Linked DNA regions of Mus musculus: regions 2, 3, 4 and 5 are each linked to region 1. Evidence: chromatin contacts called from public HiChIP or PLAC-seq and promoter capture Hi-C data. All regions are on one chromosome and are shown on one strand. Each heading gives the region's core, a stretch centred on a gene start, on an enhancer-like site or on the middle of the called end of the contact. The rest is flanking DNA. Distances are from core to core; before and after follow the strand shown.

The links. HiChIP or PLAC-seq counts read pairs in DNA pulled down with a chosen protein or histone mark. Capture Hi-C pulls out chosen DNA fragments and counts their contacts.
Region 2: an H3K27ac HiChIP or PLAC-seq map of epiblast stem cells shows a contact between it and region 1, with 2.4 times the contacts expected there. The contact joins the enhancer-like site here to the promoter of Taok1 in region 1. A contact is called at or near these places in 3 of 484 Hi-C or Micro-C datasets (bone marrow-derived macrophages, nephron progenitors and neural progenitor cells), 8 of 115 datasets of contacts at active chromatin or transcription factors (the HPC-7 cell line, effector CD8 T cells, embryonic stem cells and 2 more) and 2 of 9 other capture datasets (adipose tissue and liver).
Region 3: a contact with region 1 is called in an H3K4me3 HiChIP or PLAC-seq map of bone marrow-derived macrophages, with 2.5 times the contacts expected there. The contact joins the enhancer-like site here to the promoter of Taok1 in region 1. A contact is called at or near these places in 5 of 115 datasets of contacts at active chromatin or transcription factors (bone marrow-derived macrophages, effector CD8 T cells, embryonic stem cells and 2 more) and 1 of 9 other capture datasets (adipose tissue).
Region 4: a contact with region 1 is called in an H3K27ac HiChIP or PLAC-seq map of the HPC-7 cell line, with 8 times the contacts expected there. The contact joins the enhancer-like site here to the promoter of Taok1 in region 1. A contact is called at or near these places in 1 of 39 promoter capture datasets (neural stem cells), 5 of 484 Hi-C or Micro-C datasets (bone marrow-derived macrophages, embryonic stem cells and nephron progenitors), 16 of 115 datasets of contacts at active chromatin or transcription factors (the HPC-7 cell line, the SCID.adh cell line, T-cell acute lymphoblastic leukemia and 8 more) and 2 of 9 other capture datasets (adipose tissue and liver).
Region 5: a contact with region 1 is called in a promoter capture Hi-C map of adipose tissue. The contact joins the promoter of Myo18a here to the promoter of Taok1 in region 1. A contact is called at or near these places in 3 of 39 promoter capture datasets (the HPC-7 cell line, embryonic stem cells and neural stem cells), 3 of 484 Hi-C or Micro-C datasets (all in embryonic stem cells), 10 of 115 datasets of contacts at active chromatin or transcription factors (the HPC-7 cell line, the SCID.adh cell line, bone marrow-derived macrophages and 6 more) and 2 of 9 other capture datasets (adipose tissue and liver).

Annotation. Positions count from the first base shown.
Region 1 is chr11:77,606,541-77,609,240 of GRCm38.p6, forward strand. Taok1 (TAO kinase 1) reads right to left here and starts at 1,275. Exons shown (of 21, transcript NM_001364134.1): 1 at 668-1,275.
Region 2 is chr11:77,812,818-77,815,517 of GRCm38.p6, forward strand. All of the region lies in intron 1 of Myo18a (myosin XVIIIA), which reads left to right. Among named protein-coding and RNA genes, the nearest start is that of Gm10277, 26 kb to the left of the region's middle. Within about 2 kb of position 1,399, at least 11 of the 459 cell types and tissues checked have an H3K27ac peak or open chromatin away from gene starts, as enhancers often do. A contact at or near this core is called in adipose tissue, where this site is marked.
Region 3 is chr11:77,353,827-77,356,526 of GRCm38.p6, forward strand. All of the region lies in intron 2 of Ssh2 (slingshot protein phosphatase 2), which reads left to right. Among named protein-coding and RNA genes, the nearest start is that of Coro6, 110 kb to the right of the region's middle. Within about 2 kb of position 1,370, at least 17 of the 459 cell types and tissues checked have an H3K27ac peak or open chromatin away from gene starts, as enhancers often do. A contact at or near this core is called in adipose tissue and bone marrow-derived macrophages, where this site is marked.
Region 4 is chr11:77,792,051-77,794,750 of GRCm38.p6, forward strand. The region is part of intron 1 of Myo18a (myosin XVIIIA); the gene reads left to right. Among named protein-coding and RNA genes, the nearest start is that of Gm10277, 4.8 kb to the left of the region's middle. Within about 2 kb of position 1,396, at least 277 of the 459 cell types and tissues checked have an H3K27ac peak or open chromatin away from gene starts, as enhancers often do. A contact at or near this core is called in the HPC-7 cell line, the SCID.adh cell line, T-cell acute lymphoblastic leukemia and 9 more, where this site is marked.
Region 5 is chr11:77,775,945-77,778,644 of GRCm38.p6, forward strand. It overlaps Myo18a (myosin XVIIIA), which reads left to right and starts at 1,291. Exons shown (of 41, transcript NM_001291213.1): 1 at 1,291-2,370. The coding sequence starts at 1,372.

The sequences.
Region 1 (2,700 bases), core at 25-2,524:
CATACTTCCCATGGACATATCTCAGGGGAATATCCGAACAGTACTGTCATCGATTTAAAAAGCAAAGGGAAAAAAAAACTAAGCTCTCCAAGGGAAGCGCCATTGCTCCAGCCCCCCACCCCCACTTCTGTGTATGCATGGGTATGTGTACGAAGAAACTGACTTGTACTCCTGCAGCACTGCAGTAGACTAGAAGATGGGGGGGGGGGATGCTTCCATCACCCCTTACATTAGAAAGGTACAGACTTCCTTGGGGAGGAGTGGAAATCATCCAGTTGGCTGTCCAGAGCATTCTCCATTCCCAAGAATACAGACGCTACAAAGGAGGAGGAGCGGGAGCAGAGACCAGAAAGGGACCTCGCGCCTTTAAATCGGGGTGCACGTCAACTCAAATCTCCCTAACTAGAGCCACACCTTCTTAGAAACATCCCCTTCCACCACCTCTTCCGGTGACCCTTAGGAAAAAGGAATGCAATTGCTCTGGCCCCTCAAAACAGGAGGGCGCCCAGCTCACCAGTTTCTTCACCCCACCCACAGATTCACAGACCCTCCCTGTCTCCCTCCCCCACTCTATCCCCGATCTCTTCTTTCACCCGGAGAGGCCTGAGTGGGCACAATCTCCCCGCCCCCTCCATGTCTTCCTTTCCCAAAGCAGAGGTGCCCTTACCCCTTCGCCGGCAGGTCTGGGGCAGAGCAGACGGGCGCAGACCCCTGGAGCGCTCCGGTGGCCGCAGCGCTGGAGAGCGAGGAGTGAGGAGGAGGGGGCCCGGCGACAGACCGCCGCCCCCCCCCCAGCCACCCAGCCCAGGCTCTACGACAAGGGGCCGGGGGGAGGGAGGGGGGGACGAGGGGACGACCGGGGTCGAGGAGGCGCCCTTAACGCTCCGGCTCAGTTAAGATGGCGCGGGGGAAGTGCCGGGAGTCGCCGCCGCCGCCGCCTCGGGGGAACCGGACCGGGGCCTCGGCCGCCTCCGGTCCTCCCAGCCGAGGCCCTGTCGGTCCCCCGCCGCGGCCCCTTGGCGGGCGGGCCCACGCGCACCCCTCCGCCACCACTACCACCCCTGGGAAGGGGGCGCTCACAAAGAGAAGAGAGGCCGCGGGCCGTCGGGCCGCGGGGCGGGGTCCCCGGGGGCCGAGAGGCCTGGGAGGTTCGCGACTGCTCCGCGCTCTCAGCCCGCGAAGGGCGCAAGGCGAGTGGGACCCCTCCTCTCTCCTCAAGCGGGCGGCGGCACCGGCTCACTCTCTTCGCCACCCTCCCTCTCTCCTTCCAAGCCCTGAAGCCACAGAGCTCGGCCGCTGCCCAGGTTCTCTCCCCCCCCCCTTCCCGACACCACTCCCCTCCTCCCGACAGACATCTCAGCCTCAGATCTCGCGAGAGTTCTTGCCTGACAGGCCCGACCCTGCGCGAGACAGGACAGTATGCGCGCGCGGGCGCGGGCGCGCGGGCGTCCTCTCGGGAGTGCGCGAATACTTAAAGCTGGGCGGAGTGGCCCGAGTGGCCCGAGTGGCCCGGAGTGCTAGGCTTGGTCCAGTCCCACCCTCAGCTCGCCTTCGCTACGCGGGCGTCAGGTGCGTGCTAGTCAGTCCCGGAAATCCTGGGGAGAAGAGCTCCGCGCAGTCCTTCCCTCTTCCCACCTCCAGAACAGCAGCCTCCCACTAATACTGCCAAACTGAAACTTTGCTCCAAAGTGGAGAACATCTCATTCCTACACACACCTTAGTTGGACTCCTCGTGGGACTCAGGGATAAACTTCGCAGCATAATCACTATGTACCTGCGTTTGTGCGGTACTGATGGTTAGTTTGGGAACGGCAGTTAAAGACTTTCATATAAGCCATATTTGTGATGGAAGAAAAAGAACTTCAAAGGGCTTTGTAGACTTAGAGTAAAAGATCTTTTTCAGTATAAAAGAAGCAAGTTGGCCAGTAATCAGGAAGCAGAGGCAGGTAGATCCGAGTTCTAGGCCAGCCTGGTCTACCTAGTACATTCTGGGTTAGTCAGGGTTACACAGTGAAACCCAGTCTAAAAGCAACAAAGTAAAGTAGTCTATGTAGGAAAGAGGTAAATCTTAGCGTGGGTTTAGAAACAGTTTTTTAAAACACATACACACACACCATCTTCAGTCACCCCCGATCTAGTCTAGGACTTTAGCTAGAACAGACTGTAATTGTTATTGAGGATCTAACAAGTGACCTGGTAGTGATGGGTCACACCTGTATTCTGTAATCCCACCCAACACAAGAGGCTGAGGCAGGAAATCATGAGCCTGAGTTAGATAGAGGCCAGCTTGAGCTATACTTTAACAACCTCTCTAGATATTGACAGAGAGAGAGCAAGAGCGCAAGAGGGGGTTCAGAAATTAAGAGCAAGTTCTGCTTGGTCTTGCAGAGGACAGTTTTCCAGCACCCGTGTAAGACAACTCAAAACCAACACACACACACACACACACACGTTAATTAAAATCTTTTTAAAAAACAGAAAACTCAAAGAAGAAAAAAGAAAAAAAGAAGAGAGAAAAAATGAAAAAAAAATTAAAAAAAAAAAACAAAAAGAAAAAAAAAACAAAACAACAACAACAAAAAAAAAAGCCAGAAAACTCAGCTAGGTATGGTGGCGAACGCCTTTAATCCCAGCACTCAGGAGGCAGAGGCAGGTGGATTTCTGAGTTCGAGGCCAGCCTGGTCTACAAAGTGAGTTCCA
Region 2 (2,700 bases), core at 149-2,648, 210 kb after region 1:
ATGATCAAAGCTGGCCCGGGGTGATGTGCCCACCCATGGCATGGGCTGCATGACTTTCATTAACCTTGTGTCAGAGTGAGCGATGGCCTGGACTCTGGCCTGCTTGCTAAGGTGGGAACTGCTTACCAGCATGCTACAGGCCTTTCCATGAGAGCCGAAAACCTGAGTCTTAGCTGATGAGCTCAGGGTGCAGACAGGCATCTTAAGTCAGGTGATCCAGGCTCACATCCTCAGCCACACCCTCTGGGAGACTTCTGCAAGGTTCATCACCAAGGGCCTGTCTGTTGTCAAGTGGGGAGTTATAATGTAGGTAATGTAGGTCCTTAGTCCCTTTTGTGACGCCTTAAGTACTGGGAATTTAGCAGGGCCTGGTGGCGCACGCCTTTAATCCCAGCACTTGGGAGGCAGAAGCAGGCCGATTTCTGAGTTCGAGGCCAGCCTGGTCTACAAAGTGAGTTCCAGGACAGCCAGGGCTACACAGAGAAACCCTGCCTCGAAAAACCAAAAAAAAAAAAAAAAAAAAAAAAAAAGTACTGGGAATTTGTCATTTTTATATCTTGGAATGATTTATGGCATACATACAAGTAGCCACCTGTAACCACCTTGTGTGATTGTGTCCAAGGCAAACCCGTGAATAGTCTCACATCAGGACGATAAAAGATCAATGTGTCTTTTGCCACCAGAATAATTGAGAAAAATCTTTTGTTTGGGGGACTCTTTAGAGTTTTGAATTACAAACAAGGGGTGATGCCTGCGTCCAGTGGTGACTGTGCTGATTAGACAAGATGCAGGTCAAACGCCAAGCTTGCTCCCTGGCACCAGGTACACCAGGTACCCAGGATGGTAGGACCAATAGTCATGCTGCCGACAGTCACTAGTGCCATCGCCACTTTCTTCAGGCCTGGCCTGAACATCCACCCTCCTTGGGAAGCCCTGTGCCTGGGTGCCAGGTAGGCATAGGGAGCCCCTTTGTAGCCGCACTATCCTAGCCTCACAGGTGTTGGCTCCCTGTCTGGTCTTGAGTTAGAGTTTGTTCTTTTCAAGCTCCTCCACCTCGTGTGTTCTGCTGAGGTCCCGTAGGATGTGTGTTGGGAGTGACAATAACTTTCACTCCGCCCCCCTGAGCTTTTCTCAGCTTTCCCTAACTTTTTCTTGTAGTTAGGGGAGGAATAATGTGGGTGCCAGGGCACAGCCTGAGGGACCTTAGACACTCACTGTGTGCTTCCTCTTGGTAGCCGTCTTTCCTGGAAGCTGCCTTGCCCCCATTCTTCTTGGGTATTGCAGGATGTGGAGGAATGCCAAGTGCCACCCTTCCCCACCCTCCTGTCCTGCTCTGTCAGGGCAGTGTGTTCCTATCTCACAGGGAAGAGTTGGCAGGGGCTTTCTGGCATGATGATCAGGGTAGCAGCTGAACTTCGGTTCCTTGGGGAACCTATAAGTAGCCAGGGAGTGTCATGTGCCTGCCCTGGGCTGTGGCTCCTTCCAGCTCTCTGTACCTTCTTTTTGCACTAGGGTGGAGTTGGGGGCTGAGACATGTCTTGACCTGGAGTTCATTTCTTGTTCATCCTGGGACAAGAGTAAATGGGGTGGTACAATAGTTAGAGCCATAGGAAGAGGTAATCCCAGGTCTCTCACAGGTACCTACCTGTTCCTTTTTCATACCATAGAGTTTCAAAACTCAAACTGGCACTCGGCTTGTCTCCCTGACCCTGCTCCACTTCTGCACTGGGTTCCAGTGGCTTCCTGGGCTAAGAGCTTGGCATGTGGTGCCCCCACTGTCCCCCCAGGCCATAACTAATAGTGGCTTAACCTTTAGACAGGAGCTGACCCCGAGGTCCGGTTGAGTCCTGCAGAGGAGGCACACCAGCGACTTGAGAGGATCTTCACAGCTTCTGTAATGCCACCTCCCTTGTGTGTAGGGTTCCCAGTCCCTGGCCCTATTCTTCCCAAAGCTGGTGACTGGACAGTGTGTTCGCGTGTGTGTGTGCGTGTGCGTGTGCATGTGTGTGATAGCAGGATACTCCATGGCTATCTGTGAGCCCTCACAATGGCTCTTTGGTTGAAGAAAGGAAAGCTGAACTCTATGGAATATTGATACTGCCGACAGCCCAGGGCCCTGTGACCACACAGGGGCGCTTCATAGCTGGGGATCCCATCTCCTTCTCTAGCCCCCCCCCGTCTCCTACTTTGAGGATGCTCATTGGTATGATGGCCTGGCATCTGACAAGGCAGGAGTCAGCGTCTCACATTTTGATGCCCCGTGTCTAGACCCCTGTGAATATTAACCCTTCTCATTTCTAACAAGCAATGTCCAAGGCTTGCCTGGCTCCCATTTCTGCCAGCAAGGCTTTGGGGGGCTTTAAGTAACCAGAATGTAGTGTAAAGGTCAAGTCTGTCTCAAGGGTTGGGCACTTGACAGGTAGCTAGGGTTGGAGCTGGGAGGCCTCTGCTTGCAGTGGGGTCACTGTGCCTGCCCAGGTGTAGAACTCGGTGCAATGGGGGTTGGAATACTGTGACTTAGATTTAGGCTGTCAGTTCCCTTGTGTTAGCTCTGAAATGTAGCCTTTGGCATGGGGAGTGGCACCTCTGGGTTTGTGTCTGTCTGGTAGCCATAGAGAAAATGGTATCCTAGGGGGCAGGGGGAAGGCAGGAGGATGGGGCTACAGGCCTTGGGTGTTGTGAGATGGCCTGGCCTACCAG
Region 3 (2,700 bases), core at 120-2,619, 250 kb before region 1:
TGTACTGGAAAAATGGAAAAGGTCCTAGGAAGATCCCTAGGACTCAGGTCATCCAGGCCAGTCAGTGAGAGACACTGTCTCAAAAGTAATGGAGGGAGGTCCCTGAAAATGACACACAGGGTTGCCCTCTGCCTCCACATGTATATCATACATGTACACACACACAAACATATGCATAATATTTTTAAAGAATTTTGAGCCAAGAGAGATAGCTCAGTGGTTAAGAACACTTGCTGCTTTTGCAGAGACCTGAATTTAGTTCCCAAAACCCATGTTAGGCAGCTCACAACCAAGTGTAACTCCAGCTCCAGGGGATCTGATACCCTGTTTTAGATTCCATGCTCACCTATATACACAACACACACATAAAGAAAAATAAGTCTTAAATTAAAAACTCTTGAATCAGTCTGATCAAAATGATTGTAAAATTTTCTGTCCCCTGTAAAAGCCCACATATGCTTTTTAATAAAACAAACACTTAAAATTCTGGAAAAAAAAAAAAAACTGAAGGGATCCATCTACCTCTAGCAGATGAGTGCTGGGACTAGAGGTGTGCTCCACCACATCTGGCTTTTTTTTTTTTTCAGTAGTGTGTGTATGTGTTTATACGCATGCATGTAGGTGCCCTTAGAAGTCAGAAAAGATGTTGGATCCCTTGGAGCTGGAATACAAGTGTCTTGTAGCCAGTAATGTGGGTGCTGAGAATTGAACTCTGATCCTTTGTGGAAGCAGTAAGAGAGCTTAACCATTGAGCCATCTCCAACCCAAGTTTACTTTTAAAAATGATTCCACTATGAAAACCTCTACTCAGAAGTCTGGAACTTAGATATTTAAGTCATTTCTTAGTTTGCTAATGAGGGTTTTTGTTGTTGTTCTTCTTTTAGCTTTTTATCCTTGAACTAAAATATGTATATTTCTTTTCTTGATTGGGTGTATGGATTTGAATTACTGACTTTACATCAATGATCTCTAAAAGTTCAAGGTCTACAGTAGTGAAGCATATTGAAATTATCCAACATATAATATTGACTTTCATGACCTTGGTTTTTTTTCCCAGGGGGAGGTGGCTGTTTTCAGGTGTGTTTTTTGTTTTTGTTTTTTAAGACTTATTTATTTTATGTATGTGACTACACTGTAGCTGTCTTCAGACACACCAGAAAAGGTCATTAGATCTCATTACAGATGGATGTGAGCCACCATGTGGTTGCTTGGAATTGAACTCAGGACCTCTGGAAGAGCAGTTAGTGTTCCTAACCACTGAGCCATCTCTCCAGCCCCATGTTTTCTGGTTTTGAGACAGGGCTTTGCTGTGTAGCTCAAGCTGCCTAGAACTCATGATCCTCCTGCCAACATTTGCTCTTGTAATTTGGTGATGTTGAGTTTTTTTTGTTTTGTTTGTTTTAACTTTTCAGTTCCTCTTTCTGGTTGTCCAGCTGTTTTCATATGTTCTTTTCCAGGCTTAAGTTTTCATCGTAAATACCTTGAATGCTTGTTAAAACACAAATTGCTGGTTTCTGAACTTGTAGGCTAGAGAGTTGCTCTTCTAACAAGTTCCTAAATGATGCTCATGACGTTAGTGTATGCCACCCTTTGGCAGCCACTACGTTATATTTTTCAGAGGCAGATTTGGAAAAGCATTTGATGTAGTAAGTAATTAGAAAAAAAAAATAGTGACGTAATTTGGACAGAAATACATGGCTTGTTTCTGGTAGAAAGGAAACCTAGAACAGCATTTGCTGTTGCTGATCCAAACTCTATGAAGCTACATGTGCATAAAAGCTTTGATGTGGGGCTGGAGAGATGGCTCAGTGGCTAAGAGCATTGACTGCTCTTCCAGAGGTCCTGAGTTCAATTCCTAGCAACCACATGGTGGCTCACAACCATCTGTAATGAGATCCGATGCCCTCTTCTGGTGTGTCTGAAGACAGCTACATTGTACTCGTGTACATAAATAAATAACTCTTAAAAAAATAAAAAAAGAAGATACCTTTTTAAAAAAAGCTTTGATGTATGTACATGTTTGTGATCATATGTGCATGTGTCTGCTCATAGGTGTGCATGTATGCATGTGTATACATGTGTCACAGCACAGATATGGAGGTCAGATGATAAGCTTCGGGAATTGGTTCTCTTCTTCCACCTTGTTGAGTCAGGGTATGACTTGTTTCTGTCTGGCTACATACACCAGGCTGACTAGCCTTTGAGCTTTCAGGAGTTAGCTCTTATCTCCCATCTTGCTTTAGAAGGTGCTGGAATTACAGATGTGTGCCACCACGTCTGTCTTTTCACATGGATTCCAAAGATTGAAGTCAAGTTGTCAGTCTTAGTACACTGGGACAGCTCAACAGTCCCCAGCCTATTCAGTGTGACTATATTAATATCAACATTAATACTATGTTAATAATTACAGATTTTTCGCTGCACTGTTACCCTGATGACACAGTTTTGAGTGCTATGTATATTACCTCATTCTCCTTAAAAACCTTACTCCAGATTTTTTAATGCTGTGCTGGGGACTAAATTCTAATTGCACATCTCTGTCAAGCATTCTATAACTAATAAAACACTCTCCTAGTACCATGATACATTTTTTACTGATTTAAACTGCTAGATGTTAAGTATTAAATTTATAGATTCTTGAGGCCTGTGTTTTACAGTTTTATTCTTATTTTTAAATATGTGTATGTGTGTGGACATGTG
Region 4 (2,700 bases), core at 146-2,645, 190 kb after region 1:
TATGGCAGTATTTCCCCGCCTTGCCAAATGCGACTCTTGCCCAGCTTGGTAACACACAGGTGCTCACAAGCCCAGTGGGTTTGGCGGGCTCTGCACGTGGGGGTGGGGGCGGAGACCAGGTAGGCAAAGCAGAAACCTCTTCCTGCTTCTGTGGGGACTGGGCTGGCTTTGTTGTTACTTCAAAGGGTTCTAGAAACAGGCCCAGGAAGGTCCTCAAGAAGTGAGCACACAGATCTTCAAATACAGGATCTGTGTGCCCCCCTACCCCCCGCCTCTGTTTAGGGGAACCTGAGAGTGCCTGAAGGAGCCTCTCTGCCTTTAAGAATGAGGATGCCAGCTTTCACACCCTGGAAGACCTTCCTTGGGCTTTATTAAATCAGTGTGGCCAGCCCTTAAGCTGGTTTTCCTTTATTCTTCTGTGGAAATAGAGAAAAGCGGTCGTTTATATGAAAAGAACACAGTGCTTCATTGTGCTTGTTCTCGAATGTCAGCCAGACAGGATGGGATGTGAATATAGTGAATGCGGTGTAATTAGTAGACTCAGACCCAAGTCTCCCTGAGATTTGAGGCAGAGCCTGGTGAAACCGTCAAGACAGGTCCTGGGCTTTGGGCCTTGTGGAAAATTGGAAAGGCAGAGGCAGTTTGGAAATCCCCAGAGCCAGAGGAAATCCCCAGGGACTGAGAATCCCCAAAGAGAAACGGTACCCCCGGAGCCACCAATCAGGTAGTCTTTCTATGTATCCAGGATCTGACGGTTTAGTTTTTGGGGGTAGACACCTGTTCTTGTAGAGCAGAAAAAAATGGTGCGCTCGTACACAGGGTTCTGAGCAAACCTTTGGATGTGTAAAACTGCAGTCTGGTGGAATGGAGGGCCGGAGTGGCCGATCCTTGAGTCTTTGGGACAGAGATCTGTGACTGCCCTCCCTATGCCCACTGACTCCACTTACTGCTTGTCTGAGGCCGCTCGCCACTATAAAACTCAAGACGTGGCTTAAATCTTTGAACTATAAACTCAGGTATTCATTCATTCACTTTTCCATCAGTAAACACTTAGTAAACATCTACGTGTTGGTGCTATTTCAGGTACAAAGGATAAGTTAGTAATGAAAAAAAATATAGGCGCCCAGCGCATTTTTGCACCTCCATTGCCATCTCTCTCCTGGGTAAAGTGAGAGGCCATCTTGCTGCTGCAGCCCCCCTGAAGCCTCAGCTCCCCAGGACGCTTTCTGGGGGCGGGTCCACCAGAGGTGAAATCTGCAGCCTTGGCTGTGCCAGCAGGTCCATGAGAAGGGGAAGGCTGCCCTCTGCCGGAAAATCTGGGGACACTGCAGGGCGGAGTGGCTCTTGAGTTCCTAGCGCATGCGCTGAACCTGGCTCCACCCATGCGCTGGCGGCTAGGCGGAACAGGAAGTGCAGTGATAGTCAGGTCTGAGGCCGATTTGGCCACTACGGCTGCCCGTGTGTGGACTTTTCGGACAGTACAGGTTTCCACTTACCAGCCCTCACCCTCTTGAGGTCATCTCTCGGCTTCTTTAAGGAGTTTGGCTGCTTCCCTTTCAGTATCTCTTGATCACTTAGTGTCATTAAAATATGGAGACACCCCTGCTAAAGCGTTTTCTGTAAATGCTGTGTTTAAAGCTGCTGTTGAGGAACCTCAGCCGTCCTCTGATGGGGTGCACCTGTCACGATTGGTGGCTGGCGCTCCCCTACCCAGGAAGCAGAAGTTCTGTGGTCTCTCCCAAGTCCTTAGGGCTGAGTGCTTGAAACAGGGCTCCCTAAACTTCCCTAAACAACAAGTTCCATTTGTTTTATTAGGTACTGTAAATTAGTAATACAAACATGTCGTTGGTACTCATTTATGAAAAGAGTGTCAGTAGATTCTTTTTGTAACTATTTTTATTTTATGTGCATTGGTATTTTACTTGCATGTATGTCTGTGTGAGGGCACCAGATCCCATGGAACTGGAGTTAAAGATGGTTGTGAACTACCATGTGGATGCTGAGAATTGAACCTGGGTCCTCTGGAGGAGCAGTCAGCGTTCCTAACTGCTGAGCCGTGTTGCAACCCTATAGACTCTTTCACATTTACTTACTGTTATTTGTATGTGTGTGTTAAGCATGAACATGCTACAGCACACATGAATGAGAGTTTGTGGATTCGCTTCTCTCCGTCTTGTGGATTCTGGGATCAAACTCAGATTGTCCAACGTGGTGGCAAGTACCTTTACCCACTGAGCCATCTCAGCCTGATGGACTGAGCACACACACACACACACACACAAATGCTATTTATTTGTTTAAAGACAGGGACTCACTGTGTATCTCTGCCTGGTCTGGAACTCACTCTGTAGACCAGACCGGCCTGGAACCTGCCTCTGCCTCCTGAGTGCAGGAACTAAAGTCGTGGGCCAACATGCCCAACTAAACGTGTGTGTGTGTGTGTGTGTGTGTGTGTGTGTGTGTGTGTGTGTGTGGTGTATGCACATATATATGTATATACATATATATTTATTTACAAGATCTTCAGGAGGAACGAGGGACAGCTGGAGCAGGGGAACATGCTCTCCTTAAAGTTTTAAGGAGAACCTCAGTTTTAGTGTTTCCACCCTATGTATTTTCTGATAAACCTACTATGTGTAATAACAGCACTTGTGGGCTGGTGAGATGGCTCAGTGGGTAAGAGCACCCGACTGCTCTTCC
Region 5 (2,700 bases), core at 41-2,540, 170 kb after region 1:
TGGAATTCAGAGGGGAGGCATTCATGGAGAGAGAGAAATTACACTTAATTTCTAATTAGACGGTGTGGCCTACTTTTATTTTGTGTTCCCTGCTGGTTAGAACAAGAAAGGCCCTCTGGGGCTTCCCCCCTCCCCCTCCCAACCAGGTTTTTCTTACTCCTGCCCCTAATCGGGTATGCATGAGAATGGGGGTAGGTTAGGGCCCTAGGTGCTCTCACATCCTGGATCCGGCCTTCTCTCTCAGGCGGCCACAACTTTCTTCCCTAGGCTATATTTAGGCATTGGTCTGGGGAAAAGGATGTGAGTTTTTCAGGATCCTGTTTATCTAGCCGACCCCACGCCACCCCCACCTCGCAACTGTCTGTCCTGTGTGCAGTCTGGACTTCCTCTTCCTTCCCTTCCCGATTTACTTTGGGCACCCAGGGCATCAGATGGGACACAGCAGCACAGCCACTCATTTGATGACTAGCCCCTAACACATCCTTAATTTCCCAAGAGCCATTTTTCTCACCTGTGAGGACTGAATAGGAAGGGGTATGTGTGAAGCTCCCGATAAGACACATCGTAAAGCCGGGCAGTGGTGGTGCATCTCTTTAATCTCAGAACTTGGGAGGCAGAGGCAGGTGGATTTCTGAGTTCGAGGCCAGCCTGGTCTACAGAGTGAGTTCCAGGACAGCCAGGGCTACACAGAGAAACCCTGTCTGGAAAAACAAACAAACAAACAAACAAACAAACAAACAAACACACGTCATATAAATGCTAATCCCAGGTGCTAGAAAGATGGCTCTGTGGTTAAGAGCACCTGTTACTCTTCCAGAGCAGGATTCAGCTCCCAGCGTCCACATGGATGTCCATGTGATGCACATACAGACAGGCAAAACTCTCATACAAATGAATATTGTTTTAAAAAGTTGGACCCTCCAAGGTCTTTGAGGCAGGGGCTAAGGCTGCGGCTCTGGGGATACCATGGGGGGGCAGTCACGTGGGATGCCCATCGCTTCAGTGGACTGCCTGTGGGGAGGTGATGCTGCAGAGCCCCTTCCGTTTCCTTTTGTGTTCCATTTCCGTTTATGTTCCAGGTTGCAATTTGTGTTTTCTGTAAGTCAAGTCTCTCCAGGCACACCTATGCTTTGGTCTAAAGGGTGAAGTGAAATTAGAAAAAATTATGTAAATCAGGTTGCCTGGTACATCAGTAGCACTCCACAAGGGGTGACTGGTTTATCAGTATCCGCTGCCTCTGTCTGAACTGGAAAAAAACCCTGAATTTCTTTTCTCTGTTTCTACTTGCAGCTACAAGGTGGGGTCCAAAGACCCTGTGTTAAGCACTCATAGTCAGCTGGGGATACAACCCCTAAAAACAGCACACCCACCATGTTTAACCTCATGAAGAAAGATAAGGACAAAGATGGCGGGCGGAAGGAGAAGAAGGAAAAAAAGGAGAAGAAGGAGAGGATGTCTGCGGCAGAACTGCGGAGCCTGGAAGAGATGAGCATGCGCCGTGGCTTTTTCAACTTGAACCGGTCCTCCAAGCGGGAATCTAAGACGCGCCTGGAAATCTCCAACCCCATCCCTATCAAGGTGGCCAGTGGCTCTGACCTGCACCTGACGGACATTGACTCTGACAGCAATCGGGGTAGCATCATCCTGGACTCAGGACACCTAAGCACAGCCAGCTCCAGTGATGACCTCAAGGGTGAAGAAGGCAGCTTCCGGGGCTCTGTGCTGCAGCGGGCAGCCAAGTTCGGTTCACTGGCCAAGCAGAACTCTCAGATGATTGTCAAACGTTTTTCCTTCTCTCAACGGAGCCGGGATGAGAGTGCCTCGGAGACCTCAACCCCCTCAGAGCACTCTGCAGCCCCATCACCTCAGGTAGAGGTGCGGACGCTTGAGGGACAGCTAATGCAGCATCCTGGGCTAGGCATTCCTCGACCAGGACCACGGTCTCGAGTCCCTGAGCTGGTGACTAAAAGATTCCCAGCTGATCTACGTCTTCCCGCTCTGGTGCCACCACCACCTCCTGCTCTCCGGGAGCTGGAGTTACAACGAAGACCCACAGGAGACTTTGGCTTCTCACTGCGGCGCACAACCATGCTGGATCGGGCCCCTGAGGGTCAGGCTTATCGACGGGTGGTTCACTTTGCTGAGCCAGGGGCAGGCACCAAGGACCTGGCCTTGGGGCTGGTACCAGGAGATCGACTGGTGGAGATTAATGGACAGAATGTGGAGAATAAATCCAGGGATGAAATTGTGGAGATGATCCGGCAGTCTGGGGACAGTGTGCGGCTCAAGGTACAGCCCATCCCAGAGCTTAGCGAGCTGAGCCGGAGCTGGCTTCGGACTGGCGAGGGACACCGCAGGGAGCCGGCTGATGTGAGTGCTTCCCTGGGTATCAGGGGTGAGCAAAGAGTTTGTGTATGTGAGCATCTCTCGGTAGTGTACTTAAATGGGTGCTTGAGGGTACCCAGGAACTGTGAGCAGATCTTAGCGAGTGTGGAAATGGGGAGCTGGGCCAATAGGGAGAAGCCAGTCCAGGAGAGGGTGCCCCTCTGGAAACTCATTAAACACCTTTGCTTCTTCTGTGCCTTGTCAAGAAGCTGAAGGAAACCCCCCAAAAGTTCACTGGGAGAAAGTCCTTAGCAATTCAGCTGGACATCCGGGTCTGAGGTTCCCTTCAATGCCCTTTTGGATTGAAGTGATTGA